Linked DNA regions of Mus musculus: region 1 is linked to region 2. A link is a contact called in public Hi-C data. All regions are on one chromosome and are shown on one strand. The core of a region is the stretch at or near the end of the contact, and the rest is flanking DNA. Distances in the headings are between cores, read along the strand shown.

What was found. A called contact is a pair of places that touch in the nucleus more often than the background predicts.
Region 1: a Hi-C map of bone marrow-derived macrophages shows a contact between it and region 2, with 41 read pairs. The contact joins two enhancer-like sites. A contact is called at or near these places in 2 of 15 datasets of contacts at CTCF or cohesin (the G1E-ER4 cell line and the NIH/3T3 cell line), 17 of 484 Hi-C or Micro-C datasets (B cells, the CH12 cell line, ECoMG myeloid progenitors and 12 more), 11 of 115 datasets of contacts at active chromatin or transcription factors (the 230-238 cell line, DN3 thymocytes, the HPC-7 cell line and 7 more) and 2 of 9 other capture datasets (bone marrow-derived macrophages and liver).

Annotation. Positions count from the first base shown.
Region 1 is chr12:32,135,286-32,140,707 of GRCm38.p6, forward strand. No RefSeq gene overlaps it. Among named protein-coding and RNA genes, the nearest start is that of Gm40374, 5.4 kb to the right of the region's middle. Within about 2 kb of position 3,281, at least 36 of the 459 cell types and tissues checked have an H3K27ac peak or open chromatin away from gene starts, as enhancers often do. A contact at or near this core is called in the G1E-ER4 cell line, bone marrow-derived macrophages, embryonic fibroblasts and 1 more, where this site is marked.
Region 2 is chr12:31,993,201-31,998,486 of GRCm38.p6, forward strand. It overlaps Prkar2b (protein kinase, cAMP dependent regulatory, type II beta), which reads right to left. Exons shown (of 11, transcript NM_011158.4): 3 at 531-583. Among named protein-coding and RNA genes, the nearest start is that of Hbp1, 46 kb to the left of the region's middle. Within about 2 kb of position 3,816, at least 155 of the 459 cell types and tissues checked have an H3K27ac peak or open chromatin away from gene starts, as enhancers often do. A contact at or near this core is called in the G1E-ER4 cell line, bone marrow-derived macrophages, embryonic fibroblasts and 1 more, where this site is marked.

The sequences.
Region 1 (5,422 bases), core at 2,031-4,530, 140 kb after region 2:
GCCACAAAACTTGGAATCATGTCTGACAACTAATCCACATTCCATCACAAACTTGAAAGTCTCCTTCACAACCCTCCTAATGCTGTGACCCTTTAATGCACTTCCTCATGGTGTGGTGACGCCCTCCACCCATAAAATGCTACTTCATAACTCATTTTGCTACTGCCGTGAACTGTAATGTAAATATCTAATATACAAGATATCCCCCTCCCCCTGTGAAGAAAAGGGGTCACGACCCACAGGTTGAGAACTACTGGTCTACAGCATGGGCATGGTTAGACATATTAGGCCCTTAGTAGGAGATCTGCCACTAAGCAAGGGCCCAGAGCAAGTTTGCTCTTCAGATTGTAGAGAAAGGCATGTGCCGTCACCCAAAGGTCATGCTTAGGCTCTGTTGTCAAGGCCAGGAGACAGTGCCGTACATTTCTCCTGGGACAGCTAGCTATTCGGTTGCCATCTTGTGTCCACAGCATGAGGGTTGGAGTTAGCCATTGCGAATCTCTTAGCCAGGTGGGTAAGAACACACCAGTGGGGTTGGAATGGTGCTTACCATTCCTCCTCCTACTGAGCAGGACCCCGTTTCCCCCACAGCCAGTTTCCACGTGATCCTAGTGGGTCTTGTGCCATGTTCCCTTGAGTTCCATAATTTCTACTTATCTCAAGCTTGAGTAATTTTTTTAAAGTAGAATAGACTCTGGGCCCAATGGAGTCATTTTCTCTCCTGGGCATTTGAGTAAAGTCTAAGGGTTTGGAGTAAGTGAGGAGACATCTCGATGCAATTCACTCCCTCCTCATCTCTACCTCCCTTCCTCAGACGTACTCTGAGTGTCTGTGCCCTGGCTAACATGCTTCGAAGAAAAGAAATAAGGAATATTTAAAAGAGGAAAACTGAGGACAGGGATCTGGATGGGACAGGGTGGCTGGGAAGGAGCCACCATGGATAGACCTCAGGTGCCGATAGGCTAGTGCTCGGAGAAGGGACGATGGTGATGATGATGAGGTCAGAGCAGGCACTCTAGAGAGCACAAGGCATGCGTATTTACAGGGAGGGATTGTGGGTAACTGGTACCTCTGCTAGAGCATCCTGAATCTGTTTTATTCAGTTTATTCTTCCACACACCAAGGGTTCTGGGGCATCCTGGGCTCTGGCACTGATCTGGGTACTTGGTCTATATAGAACAAACTTGGTAGAGTTTATGTTCTAGCAGGATGGGAGCGAAAAGGAGCCACGGAAGCACGCACAGGTAAATTACATCCTATGTCAATAATAAGTGTTAGTGCTATAGAGAAAGGATGAGGTACGGAAGGGGGAGGGGAGAATAAAGGATACTTGTGGTGTGTGCTTGTGAGATGTGTGTGTGTGTGTGTGTGTGTGTGAGAGAGAGAGAGAGAGAGAGAGAGAGAGAGAGAGAGAGAGAGAGAGAGAGAGAGAGAGATTTAAAATAGATTTCCCACCAGAGGTTACATCAGAAGGTAAGCAGTGAAGACTTCTGCCTCTGGGTACCTGGGAGAGGGTGCGTTTACACTGAGCAGCAAGCATAAAGGTTCTACAGCGGGAGCTTACGTTCTACAGCCGTCTCCAATCAGCCAGGGATTTGATGGGCAAGTTAGCTGGGTTCTGTATTTCTAATCAGAACAACGTGATTAATATAACTAAATAATAATAATAAATGTATTCATAAAAAGGGTGAAGTAAAAAACATGTGATGATCTTAAGCGCCCCTCTTAGCCCCCTCTTTTTTCAAGATAGGATTTCTCCTGTATAGCCCTGGCTGTCCAGGACTCACTCTGTAGACCAGGCTGGCCTCAAACTCAGAAATCTGCCTGTTCCTGTCTCCTGAGTGCTGGGATTAAAGGTGTACACCACTTCTGCCTGCTTTTTCTTTTTCTTTTTCTTTTTCTTTTTCTTTTTCTTTTTCTTTTTCTTTTTCTTTTTCTTTTTCTTTTTCTTTTTCTTTTTCTTTTTCTTTTTCTTCTTCCTTTTCTTTTTCTTTTTCTTTTTCTTTTTCTTTTTCTTCTTCCTTTTCTTTTTCTTTTTCTTTTTTTCCCTCTCTCTTTCTTTTTCTTTTTCTTTTTCTCTTTCTTTTTTTCTTTGTAAAATTTGAGAACTTCATACATGATGCTGTATTTACACTCCCCACCCCTGTCTTAGTCAGCATTCTATTACTGCAGGGAGAACCATGACCAAGGCAACTCTTCAAGGCAAGCATTTAACGGGGGCTGGCTTACAGTTTCAGAGGTTTTGCCCATCATCACCGTGGAAGGAATCATGGCTGCATTCAGCAGTCACAGTGCTGGGGAAAGAGCTGGGAGTTCTACATTTGAATCTGCAGGCAGCAGGAAGACAGAGACACTGGGCCTGGTTTGTGTTTCTGAAATCTTAAAGCCCAACCCCTAGTGACACACTTCCTCCAATAAGGCTACATACTCTCCGAGGCTGCAATTCCTATCTCTCCCAGATAGTTGTCACTCCCTGATGACTAAGTAAATATATGAGCCTATGCTGACCATTCTTATTCAAACCACTGCACCTCCATTGTCTTCTTTCCATGCCCTCTCAAAAGCATGATCTTTTCTTCTGTAATGTTTTATACACATTATTTACATATATGTGTATATGTTTATATATGTATACATGCATGCACCTGAGTAAGTTCATTTAGTATTGCTCAGATGTGTTTGGGGCTGACCACTTGGGCCAGCCTATCGAGGGACTCATCCCTGGAAAACACTGATTCCCTCAAAAGCCATTAATTGCCTGTAGCTCTTCATCCAGTGGTCTTATGAGATCTCCCCATCGCACTGGCAGGTAAACTGATGTGGTCATTGCGCATGTCTTGTTTAGGACATGTTTGCTGGGGCAAAGGGCAAGTAGACGCCTTGGGCAGCTACCTGAGTAGGTGGAGAAGGAACAAAGACAGAATGAGGTTTCCTCTGAGATGCCACCTAATGGCCCAGATGCCATTATGCCTACTTCTGCGAGCTTCCAGAGAGCCCCACAAAGCTCCAGAAGGGCCTAGACTAGCGCAGACTCCTCCTTCCCGACCATCCTCGTTAGCTAAGGAGCACGGGAAAGAAGGTGCATCTGTCCTTTGTGCTGGGCTGCCGCAAGGTGGATTGTTTCCAGGATGCTGCACCAGGCCGGTTTTCCAGGGAGTGATGTAATCTATAGGGAAGCGGGGAGCCCAGCAATTCAGCAGGGGGAAGTGGGCTGGGCTCCCAGAACCTATAAGGCTGTTGCTGAGCAGGGCTCTGAGGGAAGAGAGGAAGAAAAGCATGGGCAGGCCACAGCTGGGGTACAGCTTGGCTTGCTGCAAAGAAGGAAGAAAGCTGTGTGCTCGGGGTGGGAGGGGTGTGGGTGGAGGTGAGGAAAACCAAGGCCAGGCCTGGCGCTCGCTCATCCAATACGAACACGTACGTGTTCTTGAGGGAAGGGGACATAATTGTCCAGCTGAACATCAGATACTTGATCTTTCCCTCATTTGTGGCATTATATTTGACTCTTAGAACCTCACAGGGTAAGAGGAACTGGTATTATCAAAAACACATTCTATAAAGAAGATCCACAGAAGTCAGACATTTGGGTCTGACTTTGCCCGGCACAAGCAAGAGTTAAACCCGTGGGTGATGACTTGGGGGCCATTTGGTGTTGGCACACATTTCATGTTTGCTTCTGTATGCTGCTGTGGAGTTGACATCAGGCCTCTGGACTGACTTTCCTTTACCCAGCCCCCAGACAGACTCACTGTGTGAGCACTTTGTGGCTTGGCTCCTATGGTGAGCCTGGGTGCTGGCTCCTGCTTCCTCTCTGCGCCTTGTGTATATTTAATCATGTTGACGGAATTTACTTTAGTCCAAATTCAGGCTCTTAGCCATTTTCTTCTCTTTGACTCTTCCCTATTTATGCAAACTCAGACCAAGAGCTTTGTCTTTTTCCGACCTTGATACACAGCCCACCACTCCCCTGTAACCCTCATAGTCGCAGGAGTTGAAAAGCTCCCCACTCCCTTTGAGGGGTCTCTGGCATTTTGAGTTCCTTTCCCCTTCTAAGCTGGATATTTGCTTGAGCCCACCTCTCCCCGTTTCCAGTTTTTCCAAGGTTTGCTGCTGGCCTGACTAGACACTTCCCCTGCTCATGTCGTCTGACAATTTCCTGCTGCTGGAAAACTGTCCTCATTTCATTATTTCAGCCAGAAGTTATGGTAACCTTTTTTTTTTTTTTCCTTTTCTTTTCTTCTGGATATAAAGGAGAACCAGGGGCAGGTATTCATAATGTTCAGACTCATAATGTTTTGACCCATAGGAATGGGGTCAAGGCTAGGCAGGGCTCACTGCTCAACACAACACTCAACTTCAAGGCACTACCATGTCTACAGGGAATCTTCTGGCATGTGGTCATCCTAACAGTGGCTGGAAGAGAGTGAGGACTTGACTCCTCCCCCCTTTTACAGAGGAGGAAAAACGGGACCATGGATTCCACATTTGTCCTTGAGCAATGATACCAAATTTTTTCATTAAAAAAAATTCCCCATTGGGTTAGAATCTACGGTAAAAGTTCAAATTAGAGCTGAAATCGACCTTGAGTCTGGCTCTGAGTACAATCTACATCTTAATGAATTCACTTTGGTCCAAGGGCTGACAAGTCCTTCTCTCTGAAATCTCACAGGCTCACTCTTGTCTGTGTTCCAGTGCCAAGCGGATGCCGATGGCTGGATGTACCTTACCTAAACTCATAAAGCATGTATTCTAAAGATTTATTCCATTTGTATTTATGTGTATGCGTGCCACGTGAGTGTGGGTGCCCGAGGAGGCCGGTAGAGGGCCTTGGGTCCTCTGGAGCTGGAGTTGTTATAGGTGGTTGTGACCCTCTGGACCTGGGTGATGGGAACTGAACTCAGTCTTTTGGAAAAGTAGCAAGCACTCATCACCACTTAGCCATCTCCCTAGGCCCCCAAGACGTGTAGTTTAAGACATTAGATTGCAGTCATATTGTATAGGTCTCAGAGCTGGCAGCTTTCCTTGTCTTATGTCTTGGCTTAACTTTACTCTTAGAGGGCAAACCTACTTTTTTTCTTATGGGACATGTCACCACCATTTCCATACGCCAGCTGTGGGGCCAAGGGACACCTGGTCATTCTCAGTGAAGCTTTGTTTCCCCATCTTCTTCCCTCCAGCCAGCTTCCTGTTTTGGGACTCTCATCTGTCTAGTGAGAAGGCAGATGCTACCCCTCACCTTCTGGCTTATGTAATAGAGTTCTCCCTGGTTTCTGTGAAAAGTCAGGGAAACTGCTGTCTACGTTGTAACTGGATATAGCTGGTTTTCTTGGGGGAGAGATTTCTAGTCAGACAGAACCTAACACAGTGGTAGCTTTCTTCTCTCAATAAATAGCTCTGAGGCTGAAGAAATGGCTCAGTGGTTAAG
Region 2 (5,286 bases), core at 2,566-5,065:
AAGTGAGTTAAGGCTACAACTTAAGAGCTGCATCCAACTACGCAAGGCAAATCCTTACATAGTCATCAGGGCCTCCAAGATCCAGTCTGCACTAAGTGTGGTAAGCGCCGTGCTGGCAGCCTCCTTGTGATGCTTCGAGGCCTGTCTCTCTCAGAGGAACCTTCTGTTAGCAACTGACAGGAGCAGAAGGTCTTCACTGGGATCTTTCTATACACGGAGCATTTGTTACAAATAACTATGGCTATAAGGAAATTAGCTCAAAACATTTTCCCTCCTCAGGACGCCTGCGGTGAAAGGACTGAAGCCGCACCTTCAGGGAGCACTTATGTTCCTGTTTCATTCCATCCAAAAGCGACTCTGGGGTTTTAAAAAGAAGTCTACAGAATCTGAAGTAGAAGCAGACTATTAAAATACGATGAGGAAAAGAGGTAAGTCCTTTGATTTTTCTCTGCTGAAAGCCTGTGTTTGTTAATACTTCTATCATTAATTACTTCCTTATGTAACGTGAGAGCATCCGTGTTAACACATACCCTGGACTCTGCATCGTCTTCCTCTTCATCAGGATTATAAGCTTCTGCACAGACTGCAAATATAAAAGGGGAACATTGTAAATATCTGCCCATCAAACACATGCAATACATACCTTTAAAAGTAACCATCCGTGAGCTTCAGGCACACAACCCAGAGGCCCCTGGGCTGGGCCTGACTTGAGAGCCTCCTCCCCGAGAACTAGCTTCCATGGTACCAGAAGGTGCCATGCAGGCTTCCAAAGGAGGGAAGCAACCAACAGTCCCACCAAAATATGGTCCCTATGAACCGTGACGACCACCTCCTGAGGATGCAGTAGTCGCATCTACAACTTGGCAGTAACTCACAGCTCTCTAACTGGGCTTCAGACCTGTCACCAAGAGGGAAATCATGCCTGGTACTGAAACCTAGCCAATGGGCTGCTGAAGACATCGATATGGAAGGAGAATCTACAACCACCCTTTTACTAAGCCAGCACAATCCCTAACTACATCTAAGTATGTGTCCTTATACCTACAGAGAAGGGTAGTCCTCACTCCTCTACAAGTAGTCATCCCTTTGCAACAGAGACCATTACAAAACACCATAAACAATCAAAATGCAGAATTGAGGAGCCTAGTTCTGCTGGATACATCTACAAAACACTCACACACCACAGGCTCAGGGAACATTGTGGAAGGAGGGGCGAAAAGACTGTGAAAGCCAGAGGATCAGGGAGTTTGCTGTGAGACTGTGTTACAAGGTTAGATGGGTGTAGCCATGTCAGGTGTTACACCCACAGTCTTTCCAACATGACTGCCTAAGCATGAGCTGAAAAGGGTGACACCCACAGACATGCTAATGTACATAGGGGGAAGAGTGGGAGGCCTCAACTCCACAAATAACTACAGGCAACTAAGGAATGCTGAAAACGGGAGAAATAGTCTTCCCCAGGGAAGAGCACACCTGTTTAGCCACTACCAGTGGTGAGACCCGAAAACATATACTCACTAGTAACATTATCCAGTAACGGACTGAGCAAGTTGTATATGTGTGTGTGTGTGTGTGTGTGTGTGTGTGTGTGTGTGTGTCTGTGTGTGTGTGTCTGTGTCTGTGTGTGTGTGTGTGTGTGTGTGTGTGTGTGTGTGTGTGTGTGTATTTGGGAATGCGTATTATGTGCACACATTTATGTTGATAACAATGAAAAGGGAGGCCATGAATTTGAAAGTGAGCAAAGAGGAGAACGTGGGACTGTTTGGAGGGAGAAAACAGAACGGGGAAATGGTATAACTATATATAAAATCTCAACCAAAAAGAGACATTTAAAATTAATGATCATAAAGAATACCATGATGGTTTTAAAAAGCCACTAATTACAAGGCTAGGAGTCTACCCCCTAAAACTGTTTATGTATCGTAATTTATATGAAATGTTCATAATATAAAGCCATACTTGAAAATACTAGCCATTGGTTTTTGCTTATTCCTGTTCAAAACTTAACCCTTTTAATATTTATTTCCAAGGCAAAAAATATTTGTAACCTAAAATTACCTTAGGGAACATGAACAATAAAAACATCTAAGTTTGCTATGAAATGATCTATTTAATCATAAGGCTCTGAGAAACTCTCATGAATTATTCATAACCCACTTTCTCAGTACCAAAGTGCTAATACTGAGAATATTTCCTCCTGGCCTTGGTTGGAGTTGAATTTATACTGCACATGCAGCCTGAAAAATCTGCTTCCTTTTCCTTCAACACCGAGAATGTTTGTGTCACCAGAAACACTGAACATTGTTCTTGAGGACCACAGTATGCTACCTCACTATAATTAACTCCATTCCTAATACTGGGCATTTAACTAGCTTTTTTTTTTATTACAATATTTTTGCAATAAAATTTCTTAACCATAAATATATGTAGACATTTTACATTACTTCAAAAGTTATTCTGGTAGCCTTTTGGCATGACAAATCTTAAGGCATATTTACTGTATATTTTTCTACAAGAGGCTGTACCCATCCATTGTTCTACAAAGAATATAAAAAGGCTTGCTGGCTACATGAAAGAGCTGGGCGCCAATTTAAAAGAAAGGATTTAAATGTTTCAAAACTATTAAAAAGGAATAACTTACAAATACTTTGGCTATGTGTATCTCCTTTATAGTCATCTACGGGGAATACATTTTTCCTTTTAGGAGGAAATCTATCTATCTGTCTGTCTGTCTGTCTGTCTGTCTGTCTTTTGGACCATGTCTCTCTCTGTAGCTTTGACATCCAAGAACCCATTATGTAGATCAGGCTGACCTCAAACATAAGAGATCCACCTGCCTCTGCCTCCCAAGTGCTAGGATCAAAGGCATACACCACCATATCTAGACAAAGTCAACTTTTTAAACATTATTTTATGGTTAGACTACTCAAAATAATTTAAATTGTTGTTTGTCTATGCTTAATAGAGTGATGTGTGTTGAGGCAGAAAGCACCCCAATGTGACTTAACCCCACCATTCAACATCACAGGACTACTCACTCACAAGCGTGGACACCATTTTCTCATTTGCATACCTAAGGATTTAATACTGCTCTTTCATTTTTTAAGAGCAGATGTTTTTATTTTACTCAAGTTTATATATATGGTTTATCTTGGCTAAGATACAGGAACTGAAAGCAGGAAACTAATAATGACAACAATGATTGATGATCATAGTAACAGGCTCACAAATGGTCCTGAGGGTCTCAGGACAGCATCATGAATGGCGTCTATCCTCCTCTGTGCCTTTATCATCATTATTATAAAACCCACCATTACTTCCTGCAGGCACCGCTCTGTGCAGCCACATTTTGCCCTTCACAGAAGATATCTGTTAGTACCTGGAAACAATTTGATCATCCAAGTGTAGTGGGGTGGGGAAGGTCACAGACATATAGTAAACTTGGGTCAGGGATGCTGTTTAAAGGCCTAAATATACAGTAACCCAACCACACTCAACCAAAAATCAGAACAAAAACAAAAAACAAAACCATCCCTGACCTGTATTGTCTTACTCAATCCCATAACCCTACAATAGTTATTAATGCAGCCATTTCACAGATGAAAAGACCAGGGCATAAATAGGTCAGGGTCACACATCCTAGTAAATGACCTAAGGACTTTGGCAAATGTACCAGCACAATGCCTGGACTTTAGCGCGTGTCTCAGAACCCAGCAGAAACAGGGCTTCTGGAGAGCAGGCTCATATGTAAAAACCTCCAATGATACACAAAGCCAGAATGCCAATTTAGTAAGTAACTTCCTGGATGAAGTGTTAAGTCAGCATGACCAGTCAGTTCTCTCCCTGCCGGAAAGCCACAGAGGCAGCCAGACCATAACTAAGACGTTGCCTGGTGATAAGGAAACAGGAAGTCGAGAATCTGTCAAATAATATCTGGATGGATAGTGCCTGTGACACACACACACACACACACACACACACACACACACACACACACACACAGGATATATCATTAGCTAATATAGCTCACACACTTTAATTGGATAGGCCACAACTTTCCACAGGGGATGAAAACCTCTTCTAGGCGAGGCTCTGCAATTTTCTGTCTCCATGAGTGACAACCAAATGGGGAGAGGGGCCACTTTATCAATTATACAATACAAAAAGGAAAGCAGGGGCCTTTTATCAAAATTCTCAGACTTCACAGAGGATGACAAAGGAGAAAATTAATCCAAATGGAGGGTGTCTGTGAGCATGGGGACTGTGAAGGTGACAAGCTGACATGACCAGCATGCTCAACAGGAAACGAAGCATCTAACTTATTCTGCTCTCCAATGACTTGTGATCTATGTCCCCTGACTCATTATAGTGTTATATTAAATTTCAGTTCACAGAAAGCATCTTATCAACTTCTGGTTTCCAAACCGCTGGCCACTATCCCCTAACCAAAACAACTTGGAATTTAGGTGGAAAAAAATCTGTTATTTTGCAAACAGCTTATCAACTGTGTCCCTGTCATTAATTACTTAACACCCTTCTAATGTGAGTATCTTTATCAGGCAATGTGTGTTTGTGTTAGACCATCAGTTTCACTGGAGTACTTGTCGGTATTGTGACTGATTCTTGGCACTGCTTCAGTTGTCTCACTGACTAGAACTGACCTCCTATACCCAAATGACACGTGCAACTCTGAAAGGTTGCTGTGGTGGGCCTGACCGTCTCCAGAGCCATCCTGCAGTTCCCTTTCATTAGAACTCACCTTATTTTCTCCAAGCCACCCCTTCTCCCCAGCCACAAGTTAAAAGTCAGATCAAGAGTCATGGGTTGTGGATATGGGACAATGGTACAGGGCTTCATGGTACCCATGGAGCCCTGAGTTTAATCTCTACCACAACAAACTCCCGCCAACACACCCACAAATTGGGGCGACGGGCAGATCTTAACCTTTCACCCACACAGAGCTAATTTAGATGCATTCATTTCAGAAAGGACCTTTTGTGCTCCTCCAGAGATGTGGGAGGACTCACTGTCATAACTTAACATACTATGTTCTTTCAAACATGGTATAATGTGTTTGTCTCACGACCCTATAGGGAATGGCTGGGTATTCTTGTTCCCTAGCAAGGAGAGGGCACACTGCCTGGCTCGATGTATGTGGGAAAGACTTACTAATGAACAATCTTCCATGGTCCTTGAGAATGGGACACTGTTTCTAATAGCTTCCAGTAGCATACCGGTGTTTCAGACTCTCAGACACATTCTGAGTAGATTACTGGTAAGCTGTTC